2 separate regions of the Astyanax mexicanus genome follow, and region 2 is linked to region 1. A link is a contact called in public Hi-C data. All regions are on one chromosome and are shown on one strand. Each heading gives the region's core, a stretch centred on a gene start, on an enhancer-like site or on the middle of the called end of the contact. The rest is flanking DNA. Distances are from core to core; before and after follow the strand shown. Region 1 overlaps zfhx3b (zinc finger homeobox 3b). Region 2 overlaps zfhx3b (zinc finger homeobox 3b).

Region 1 (6,223 bases), core at 1,424-3,923:
GAAAGTGAAAAAGCTATTAAATTAATAAAGTTTGATGGTGAAAAAAAAATCTGAGCCACTTTTAGTTAAAGGACTTTAAAATAATAGTAAAAAAGTGTATAAATATATTAAATATATATATATATATATATATATATATATATATATAAAAGGTGTAATTAGATAATGAGCAGCAGAATGAACACACGGATGGAGGCTGGAGGAGGTATGGAGGGAATAAAAAAAATGGTTCTTCAGTACTCTAGAGAAATAAACACCTCCCCCCTCCACAAAACCACCACCCCCCCACCCCTCCCTTCCTCCCTTCCTCCCTCCGCCCCCATCCCCCCCCCCCCCCCACCTTCCATCTAGACCAGACTGGGAACACAGGCCTTACCTGCGCCTTTGGTAAGCTCCTTCTCCCCCCCACTCTCTCTGTCTTTGGTTTGGTCCTCCTGGTCTGTGGTGGTCTCGCTGGCAGCCTCCACATCCTCACTCAGCTCTCCTGAAGGGGGAGGAGAAGATGGGGATATGTAAATCAGCCCTCCATCAGAATTGGTGGAAGCACTTAAAGGGACGGCGCCGTTTTTTTCTATAGGCGCACGCGACAATTCCGCTCGCCAGCCACGCGCCTACAAGGCTGTGAGAGGGGGGCGGGCTTAGCACGGTCCCCGCCTGTGCTGCATAATTAAGGCTGGGGCTTTCATTTACTTCATTATTATATATGTCTTATATATAATAATGTCTTATTTTTTTATGTTACTTTTTATATTATATATTTTTATTTTTTCATATGCTTTTTAAATTAAAAGCTTTAATTTGCTGTATAAGTGTATATAATATAATAAAGCACTTTAAATTGTCATTTGCCATTGTGTCTGAAAGGTGCATGTGTTTAGTATGTTTCATTTTTTCTCTTTTAATCTTTTATTAGTTCAAGTTCAATCTCAACTATAAATAGCTTACTATTTATAACACATGCATAATCATACACAGTGTAACATGAAGTGAAATGCTAAAATGATGACTGCCTAATTATAAAAAAAATGTTTTTTAAGATGTATGTACAGTAAATGCACCAAGAGAAAGAATAAATCTGTGCAAATTATTTATTTTACTATTTTTAATTTTAGCTTTTTTGTGCAATTTTTCCTTTATGTTTTTTTAAAGCACTTTAAAGTGCCCCTTTATATGAAAGGTGCTATACAAATAAACCATGTGTATAAACATTGACTATGTTTAGTATGTTATTTTTTATTTCTATTTTTTTATTAGTTCTAGTTTAAGCTCACTTACATATATAGTACAGACAACTTGCAATGAAATGCTTTTATGCATATATATAGCATATAAACTGTGTGAAATACAGAATACAGTATATATATATATAGAGGGATAAGTTATACAGTTAGTTGTCCGGTGCTTTCAGTAAGTGTTTTCTTTAAATAAAAAATACATAAGTAAAATTGAAAATTACATCTGGATTTTGTTTTATGACTTTATGAGTTATTCCCATTTATAAAAGCAGTGATTATTTTTGTTGCTTTTGTAATGATAATTATAGTCATTGTTACTGCCATCACTTTTATTGCTCTTTTTCTCTTCTTTTCTTTTTTTTTTCTCTCCTTTTTTTTTTCAATGACCCTCAACTCCAGGGTTATAATTCTTCATTTATGCAGGACCATGACACAAATATCTTTATGGCTTCCTCTGTTTAATACGTACATAAAACTGCAGAGAAACCGCACACATGTGGTAGAGACATACACATACAGGATTTTTTTTTCTTTCTCTTTTTTTTTCCGAAGCGGCCTAAAGTAAGTATGCAGACAGACAAAAAAAACTATCTCTCTCTCTTTCTCTCTCCCTCTCTCTCTCTTTCTCTCTTACTCTCTGACTCTATATCCATCTCTCTCTCTATCATTTGTCTGCTCTCTCTCTCCCTATATATATATATATATATATATATTTTTTTTCTCTCTCTTTTCTCTTTAGTACCTCTCGCCACACTCATAATTGCAGTCCCAGGCTGCAGTCCGCCGGGCTCTTTACCAATATTGGGCTCAGTTCGTTCCTAAAACGCAGGATAATGCAATATATAATCTATAAATATATATAAAAATCATAAATATTTAACGCCAAGCCCACAATTCATTCTGTTTTGCCAAGTCAAATGCAGAAATCCCCTGTAACCATCTTAAAAGCCCTCTGCTCGATATATCAGGCCATTTAAAAGCGGCAAACTCCCAACAATGGATCTCCAATAACGCCATGTGTAAGTAAGAGAGAAGATGCTGAAAAAAAGATAATAAAATGGGCCTCAATCTTTTTTTTATTCCTCCCCCGTGCCCCCATCTCCGCCACGCCCCGCCTCCCCACCCCCCCCCCCCCCCGCCCTCCCTCCGGCACCCCCTTTCCTGGCCCGTGTTTGTTTAAAAGTAGCATAGTGAGCACACTACCGCCATTGATCTGACAACACTAAAGTCTGCTCCAGTCAATACACCTTATCAGTTATTACACAAGTCAGCTAATTCTCAGCAAATGTACTTAAAATGTTCTTTTGAAAACGCCCCCCCCCCCTCTGCCAGCTCCACTCTATCAGGTGGGCTATTGATATATCGACGGGGCAACAACGGCTACTGAAATCTCCTGCTCAAATATTCATCCCCCGCGGTTAGCGCAGCCGGCACAAAAGCCGACGGTGTGAGAGAGAGAGAGAGAGAGAGAGAGAGAGAAAGAGAGAGAGAGAGAGAGACGCTCACTCCATCACTCCACTCAACCCCCCAAAACTTAAAACGTTAAGAACTTCTTACAGTCCGATAATGTTCCAGCCACTTAAGGACCCAGCGCACCATCTGAACCCCCCCACTCAATAGAGTACAGCAACCAATATACCAACAGCCAATACATCCAGTGCACTGTATACGCTGTACAATGCTTCACTTATAGGAGGACATACAGTCGCTTGAAACTCTTATTCACTCATTCATCTTTAAAGCGACAATCTGTAAGTTTTTGGTGAGAATGTGTACAGTAATTTCACAGAGCATGATAAAACAAAAAGTACTTTTAAAACGTGCATTGTGGTGCTGTCTCTGTTCAGAATGAATGAGTAAATGTATCTAGTGATTCAGTGAGGATTACATTGATCATTGGTCATAATATCCCTCATAATGCCCCCTCTCTTCACTTAGGAACACTATTAGTTTCAATTAAAACTAAAATTAAAAAATAAAAGGGGTATATAAACCCAATAACTCATTTTAATATGCATATGTTTCAACAACTGTCCACAAAAACATGAACCCCTTTTTTAGCTGTCTATAAACATAATTAAACACATAACTTTTTACCACTTCATATTTGGTAATGGTTAAAAGTATTGGGACACCTGCTCATCATTTTACACATAATTCTTCTAAAATCAATTTTATGCTAAAGAATTCGTCCTGGTTTTTGCCTCTGCTGTCCAGGAACTGCAATCCAGGCTTTCTATTAAGATTTAGAGCATTGCTGAGAGGATTTGATTGCATTCAGAGCAGTAAGAAAAGCAAAAGTGAGGTAAAAATGTCTAAAATCATACCATCCAGAATTGGATTGAGTTTTATCAATACTCTGGTTTTGTGCTACACAGCTAAATACTGGGTACTTCATACTATTCTAGCCCATGTTTGGCTTTAGAAAAGTCCTATTATATTGGTAGTACACAAGCTGTATGTGTGCATTTGCACATCTCGGAATGCAATGCATCTGAATGCATTCATTAGAAGCGGAAGGCCACACCACCAACATTTGGACATCTAGTGTACTTTATCTTTCAGATTCTCCGCTGGGAAACTCTAAACCAGCAGGCCTTCAGCATCTGAATGGCTTTTTGTGTTTTTCGCTGCAAAAAACACGCTAATCTGTGATTTGTTCGGCTGTTTAAATTACCGATGCGCTCGGCGAGCATGGCTCTGCAATCGTTTCCCAAAGCCCACAATCAGCGTGCTTCTTAAACTGGAGCGTTTCTTCTAGGCGTAAGAGTAATTAAAGACGATAAGACTAATGCTACAACAAAGAGCCAGCCATCCTCAGGCTACAAGGTTGCCAGATTGCCTGCGCTTCCCTCCTAACCCCAAATCTCTTCCTGCACTTTAACGAGACCACGTTAACCACCCTTCCTTTTTCAGCTGGGGAAAAGAAGAAAAGGAGAAGAGATGAAGTGTGAAATGAACCCAATTCCAGAATGTAAACTAGGATGACCAGACTAAATGTTCTCTATTGTCTGAATGTGGCTTCTTTTTGAGAGATTTCTATTTTTTTTAATAAAATGTTCAGGATTTTTTGTTGATTTAAGTCCTGCCACAATTGGTCTGCTTCTGTATATTGGGGATGCTCTAAATATTTGGTGAAAATGGCAAAGAGCTTTCCCTGTTTGGCCAGTAAACTGGAAAAGACTATATAAGACAATGATGGTTACTTTGTAAAGGAAGACAAAACTTAGGCTACTACATTTTTTTATACATATATTTATAAGATTTTCACATTACAAAGTTTGCCACAGTATTAACATCAACAGTGCTATTGCAATTCAAACAGAAATAACAAAACAGAACACAATAGAAAAAATATCCATATCCTAAAGATAACATTAGAGGGCACACTGCAAAAGTTGACATGCATACAGCAGTCCTATTCAATTCAATTTAATGTGATAAAATTCAATAAAATTCAATAAAATTTATAAAAATCTACGAAAAACCATGTCTAGCATTTGGCCTTCAACCAATTTATTTTGTTTAAAATAAACAGAAATAAGTTTTAGAAAGAAGTCCTCTGGTTTCACCTTAAAGAACTCAAGTGGGCAAAACTTATACATTTTCTAAAAAAAAAAAAAAAAAAAAAAGCCCCCCCCCCCCCCCAAAATTGCATTTTAAATCAATAACCAAATCAAAAAGTGATTTTTTTTTCTAATGACATTTAGTTTAGTTTTAATTTTTTTTTAATTTTGCAATTTAAGTTTTTTTTTTAAGTTTTTATTTATTAATTTCTTACTTCCTGCTTCTGAGCTGTTCAGACACTTCTTTGCATAGCTCCTCGCTTAGCTCTTTTTCTTCCATACTTTTCTTTATTTTCAGAGGTTTTAAGAGCCTTTTCAGAAAATTTTGGTACTTTTTACGATAGAGCTACAGACACAGGAATCTCCTGGTGGCTACCAACGAGGAAATCTACAAAATGCCTCTTTAAAATTTAGAGCGACATGTGCTGTCAGAAGTGCTACAGTCTTCTTCAAAAGATGGCTGTTAGTCAGGCTTGTTAGTAGTTCTGGTCATTGAGTAAATGTTGATGATTTTCTTATTTGCATTAGCATACTGTAGTTTGTAGCATGGATTTAAAGGTGGTATATCTTACTCCCACCCTCTTACCCACACACACCCTCTCACACACAGACACTGCTACTGTCCCAACGTCCCACCCTTCCAACATAAGACCACTGGAAGCTCTGAGGATCTCTGTAGAAGTCTATGACTGTGGTCAGCGTCTAGCTAAACAGATGGTCTGTGTTCTGAGTGCTAAGCGCCGTTGCCCGCTCTCTTATTCCGAAGTCGATTGGTGTTGTTCTAAAACAAAGTGGTTCAATAGCGAACATCCAGGCAGCGCTCGCAAACTCGGGTTCGATACTCTGCTGCTCCGCTCGCTGCTGCTGCTGCTCTCCCGTTCAGAGCGGAGGAAGCACCTTCGGCTCCGCAAACGATGCCGGTATGGATTATGTTGTTAGGCCTTATTGCTCGGGGCGGACTGATCCTGTGTTTAAACGAAGGTATTTAAGTGGAATGACTGGCTCTCCAGTAAAAGCGCCCGTTTAAGTGTTCCCCAGATCCCAATAGCTTATGCTATATATATGGCTTTTATTCTTTCATAAATGTGCATGTTTCTATTATGTTTCCAAGGCAACCGGCGATTTCCGCCGTACGCTGGCTGTCCTCGGCCTGACTGGGGGAAAGCGGGGAGCTTCAGCGAGAGCCCTGGTTAACTAGAGCCTGCGGAAATCCACCTCGGCTGGGTGCGGCATATTAGAATATGCTGCTGGAGGAGAAGCAGAAGAACCCAGATTACACCATAATCCTACCTGTGGACCATCTGAGCGCTGCATGATTAAATCCTACCTTCCTATTCGCATAGATACTCTCTATATACTGTATCTCTACTTAATTCTATTTATCCATTAATCTAATGATGCCATGTACATTATATAGACATT
Region 2 (5,960 bases), core at 1,206-3,705, 240 kb after region 1:
TTACATGTTCTAACAAGCAAGTGTAGAGAGATGATCTGACAGAGCAGATGATAAGACAGAAATTTTAACCTTATTACAATAATAAAAAATAAAAAAACATACGAACAACTCTAAAGAATACCAAAGAAAAGCACCAGCTAGGTTTGTAGGTTTCAAGGTACCAATAGCCTAAATCCATACTTGAACTAAACTTGTTCAAACAAACACCAGGAGATACGTGTGATATCTTTATTTTCCTTCAATTCGGAAAACGCTTAAGGATTTAGACGTAAATGCATTTGTTCATTTATAAGTATTTTTATTTAACTAATTTTAGGAAAAAATACGTTGTAGCCCAAAATGCAAACGCACACAATCACACACACACATTACACATATATACACACACACAGAGATAAACCTTCACGAACATCAGCGAATAGTGTTACAAAAGAGGACAAGAAGAATAGTTCAGAAGAGTGTGTTCTGAAATCTGAAATCTAAAGGCTTGCACGTGCTAAAACAAAAATCTCCTTTAAATATGTTTCTAAGTCTTGTTTAGAAGCTATGTTTTAGCATGAATTTCATCTTTCATATTTTATTGCAAGCCAAATAAATGCACTAGAGCAGTTTGAGGAGTAGATCATCATGTTGACTTCCGTGTAGATTTAAAGTTTAGATCAAACCAGAGAAAATAAAAGCACAGCATTAATCAATTGTAATATTTTTTGTTTATTTATTTTTTATTTTTTGCCGGACACTGAAAGACTAATCGATATACTGCAGTAAGAAGTAAGTTTAGGAGCATCTATCTATCTGTAGGACCGAATGATGGGAGGTCTTCTCCTCCACAGGTTCCGCTCGAGCCTCAACATCTCGTTTCATCGTCTCCTGCTCTTGATGGTCACTTAAAGCGCCTTCTTTACTGAAACCAAAGCGTGCGTCCAGGGCCCCGGACCCCGGAGCCCTTTGTCATGATAATACCATTGTGGATTCACTTAAAAAAGCACAGTTCCTCTCCCCTCAATATGCACACTTTGCCTGCCTGCTAACAGCTCCAAGGCGCCCTAATCCCCCCAAACACAGCTAACCGGCTTACCTCCGCTCATTACATAACGCTTACTGGAAAAGAAAGTAATATCAAATAAATTCTATAATTTCTTTCTCTCATTAGCACAGCGAGAATGCACATGTATGTCCACATATCCATGTTGATATACTGTATACTGTTATATAAATATATATAGACTTCTGCATGAATGTTGAATGTTGTTAAGCGTTGAGTTTTTACTTTTGTTTTATGCAAGTGAATTCCATTTTATGCATGTAATTGCATTGATGCCACAAAAACTAAAACAAATAAAAAATAATAAATAAATCAGTGCATGTGTTGTTTTATGTTTATTTGTGTTTGTTTGTGCATCGTTTTATTTTATATTTATAAAGAAATTTACAACCACAACTTAAATGCTGCTGCATTGCATGGCTACGAACAAAAGCATTGAATCTCAATGTTTGTCAAAAGTCAAATGACATCTACGAAAAGTCAATACATAATGCATACACATTTCATGGTGTGTTGTGTATTTTGTGTATTTTTTTATTTATTTGATAATATTATTTTTAGTAATAATAATATAACGTATATAATTATAATTTGTATAGTGTGTTTTTGAAATATATACATATATTTTTTGTTTAAAAAAATTTGTCCATCCATCTTCGTTTGGTTCCTGCCATGGAATGAATGGACAGCAGTCCAGCAGTCTCGTATTGCAAAAAAAAAAAAAATAACACACAAAGAATACAACCTCCATTAAAAAAAAAATCTCCATATGCATGATGGACTTCTCTCCAGACATGCACGTGCTCGGCTATGGTCAACCAAAAAAAAGCAGAGAAGGATAAAGAATGGCTAGGATAGGGTAGGGGGGGTGGTTTTAGTGGTTTTAGGGGATGTTTGGGGGGTGGGGGTGCAGAGAGGCATAATGCATGCAAACAATGACAATATGCAACACAGCAGCACCCTGACCCCGCAAAAGAGTCGCCTTGAGAGTGGCTTGAAAGTGGCACGAGCTCGCGTGTGCGTGTGTGATTACAACAATGCATGCACAGTTTTTATTGTATTGTGCTACAGCACCATAGTCGACGTAGCATCGGTCGCGCGTTTTGGTTCAATGTTTGCGCAAAATAATAGACTTTACATACATTAGCACGTGCCATCTGTCACGCGCGAGCGTTAGGACCGGTAAAGGCGAGGAGAGGAGATGTTAAAAAAAAGGAAAGACAAAAAAGAAGAAAGGGAATAAAAGAAAGAGAGGGAAAAGGTGGAGTGACGGACGGTAACCGTGCGAGGCGCACGGAGATGCGCTCTGATTGAGGCCGGGGAGAGAGAGAGGCAGGTGGGGGGGAAACACTGGGACGCGCGCGCGCTGATCAGCCATGTGCCGGTCTCCTGGGAAAACGCAGGGGTGGGAGAGAGAGATTGTAAAAATGAATGGAGAGAAAATAGAGTGAGAGAGAGGATAGGAGGCCGGGGAGATAATAAAGAGAGGCCGGGGAGCTCGCGGAGGCTTTCTGAGGTGGAGAAGTGAAGAGGTATTGGAGCTATCCGTGCTAACCGATGGTAGAAATACCGACCTTACCGTGGCCCAATGTAGAGCTCTGGAAGCGTGAAGGCTATATGCTAGGCTACTGATAGCCTTGTATGAGCGCGTGGAAGCTAAAGGCCCAGGTAGTAGTGTATCACGTATACACACCTGCACAAATAAGAGAAAGATGAAAAGTGAAAAGTGAAAATAGCCGATTCTTTGCGGTTATAATGTGATTTTTAAATACTGAAAAAATAATTCTTTAATCATTTTTATTCTATGTCCTAGCAAAGACATTTACGTTTAGATAACGTTCTTGTTTTGGTGCCCACAACGTTGTCAAAACTATTTTATATTTTTCTAAAATATACTATGCCTTCTAGCTACATGATGGAAAAAGGAAGGCTCATGACCAAAAGCCAATGCCAGCAATGATCACAGATACATCTTTCAGAACGTTGTAGTAACGTTTTAAGACGGCAGAAAATGTTGGAACAATGTCCAAATGAACCTTTTTTATTACACTGAAGCAATGGTTTCTTGTTTGCTGTAGCCTATACCCAGCAAACATGGTGAGGTTGTGATCGGTCACGTTTTGCCAACACATTGCAATGTATGTCTTCTATTTGTAGAATATGTATAAACAAACACGATTTGAATTGTGAAAAGTTGTTAAAACGTAATGTAACGTAAGAATGAGATTGTAATAATGTTGTGACAACGTTTTAGAAAAATCAAAAACAACACAACATTTTTACAACATTGTAATTATAGTGTGCAAGAGAGTAGACAGCGTTATGACATGGCTGTTTGTTTGCTTATATTTATATTTTGTATAATTTGTATAGTATATATTTCAAATTTGGCACTCGTAGCTTTATTAAATAGTTCCTTTCTACTGCTGTCTGTTTTTACATGTATTCATCCATCTATCGTCCTGACTCTCTAAGCTAGCCTTAAAAGCTGGCGTGCTCCACAAACCAACAGACCGAACCAGCACTTTGGATCACTACATGGTCAATAAAAAATCTGAAATATGGAAATATAAGTTGGATCTGTAAAGCTTTAGCAGTGCATGTTACATGCAAAAAAACAAAAAATAATAAAAATCCCATACTAGTCTGACAAGCTCGTATGGTTCAAATCACATCCACTCCTTCACTTTGGAGTTATACCAGCCATATCAGCATGGACCACTTTATTTATTTTTTTCTTAGATTTTAAGTCACAAGGAGAAGGAGAATCACTATGGGACAAAAATAGTGAATAATTTCTGTTAGATATATTCTGAATTTCAGACTGATCATTCATTCACTAAGGAAGTCTTGAGTGCATCTTTTTTACGTGTTGATTTTTAAGAAAATGTGTTTATTTATTTGTATTTTCTATTTGATTTATCAGAAAGAAAGAAAAAACAACCGCTTTATTAGGGTGATGTGGGATCACGGATTTTTGTGTTGTCGGAACCAATGCTCTTTCTAACCTCATGCAGCGCGCGTGCCATTCTTGAATAATAAAGCCCCAAAAGCTCGCGGTGAGGAAATGAGAGCGGGTGAAACGCGTTTTCAAGATAAAAAGCAGCTGTCTGCCAACAGTGCCCAAACTTTATTAAAGCGACTATAGCATTTAGGTCGAAGGATTTGGATTTGGGGGACTGGGGTGGGGTGGATCCGGGGTGAGGGGTGGGTTGTGTTAATATAGAAAAAAACGCAGGATGGTCCACGTTGGTCTACAGTGTCTTTAAAAGATGTTGTTTTGTTTTTATTTTAGCGTATATTGATTTTATTGCCAGATTTTAAGATTTTATTTTTACTGCGTCTGAATTTATACAACATCTGCAAGTTTTAGAGTCTTTGACATAATTTGCATATTTGCATATCATATATATGACCGGATAAACCAGGCATAAGTTGCTGGTTAAGTAGCTCCAGCCTAATGGGCAACAGTTGGAGCCGCAGTTAAGTAGGAGGCAGGCGGCGGGGCAGGACTGTCCGGCCGTGGGCCCGACCGCTGGGGCCGGCCGGGGCAGGACGGGTTCCCAGGTGCAATGGCAGCGCCCTCTTATGTTCACTCCGGCCAAGGGCTGCTCCCTGCCCCGGGGGGCTACCTCTCTCCATCCCATCACGCCTCTACCCCTCAACAGCAGCCCCAAACAGACCGGCAGAAATTCAAGCCTTTTTAGTCTTCATTCCTAAAAAAAAACGAATTCAACCAAAAGAAAGTGCACGAGCTTAACCACTGCTTTATCACTTTCAGGTCAACGCGCACCAACCGACTGGTCTAAAGACAGTGAACAAATATCCTAAATATTCTAAAGACAGCATAAAAATATTAATAAATAATTCTCTAGAGTAGACACATCTGAGTGGACATCTCTGACCTGTCGAGCTGATTTAGAAAATCGTGGAGTTCCAAAGCTGCAGCAGCTTTTCTCCAAATCTGATTCTGCATTTAGTCGATTTACAATATGAAATTTTGGAGCCTATACATGTCTTGTCGTGCCAAAAAAAAAAAAAAAGTCATATCATATAAACGGACTTTAAAGGAGACCACAGTCTCGTGGCTACTGCCACCGAAAAAATAATAATAAACAAATATATAGAAATATAATACAGAGTAAATATGTGTCTCGATACATGAAAAAGGTGGTGGCTGTAAATATGGACAAATCAAACCAATAAGCACTGTACTTTGTTAACAATCACGAATTAATTTGGAATATTTCGTCTCATTCACATACGAATCCCAACAAATAATAATAACAATTAAGAAGAAGAATCAAAGAAATAGACTGAATTTTATTCTAATTTTGTATTTTGTGATATGTTTAAGGGATAAAGAGAGGAATACATGAAAAAAGAGCTCGTGCTGGTGTTCGTGCTGAATGGTGGGGTTGTAGAAAATCTGAGCGTTTTTTATGTAAGGCTTATGAAAGAAAAATCTGCCCAACAAACCAAATCAACATATTTTCCAAATGTCTATTAATATTTAATTCACGCCTTTTTAAACACCTGCATTTGTTCAATGCACCGGTATGTGTGAAATGTGATGCCACAGAAACTCTCTGTATTTATGATGCTCGTGTAGATTCGGTGTAGAAGGAAAGGTGCTGATTAACACTGGTTTAAAATGATTTACCTGTTTTTTTACACAGACCTTTGTGATGTTCGATGTTAGAAGATACTGTGTGGTGAATTAATACTTGTAAATGTGTTGATCGTCGTTTTAACGTATTATGTAAATGACCTCAAAACGCAATATTACGCAAGATTACAAACAGCAATGTTGTCAAATGTGTTTTATTTTATTTTAAGACCAAAATAAACTATTTTTAATGTCCAGTGTTTGCTGATTATACTTACTATACTTGCTGATTATGATAAGATGTTT

Evidence for each region. A called contact is a pair of places that touch in the nucleus more often than the background predicts.
Region 2: a Hi-C map of muscle shows a contact between it and region 1, with 16 times the contacts expected there. The contact joins two enhancer-like sites. A contact is called at or near these places in 2 of 3 Hi-C or Micro-C datasets (both in muscle).

What each region holds. Positions count from the first base shown.
Region 1 is chr16:37,228,393-37,234,615 of AstMex3_surface, forward strand. All of the region lies in intron 7 of zfhx3b (zinc finger homeobox 3b), which reads right to left. Among protein-coding and RNA genes, the nearest start is that of LOC125782268, 73 kb to the right of the region's middle. Within about 2 kb of position 2,674, the one cell type or tissue checked has an H3K27ac peak away from gene starts, as active enhancers do.
Region 2 is chr16:37,469,551-37,475,510 of AstMex3_surface, forward strand. All of the region lies in intron 4 of zfhx3b (zinc finger homeobox 3b), which reads right to left. Among protein-coding and RNA genes, the nearest start is that of LOC125782270, 59 kb to the right of the region's middle. Within about 2 kb of position 2,456, the one cell type or tissue checked has an H3K27ac peak away from gene starts, as active enhancers do.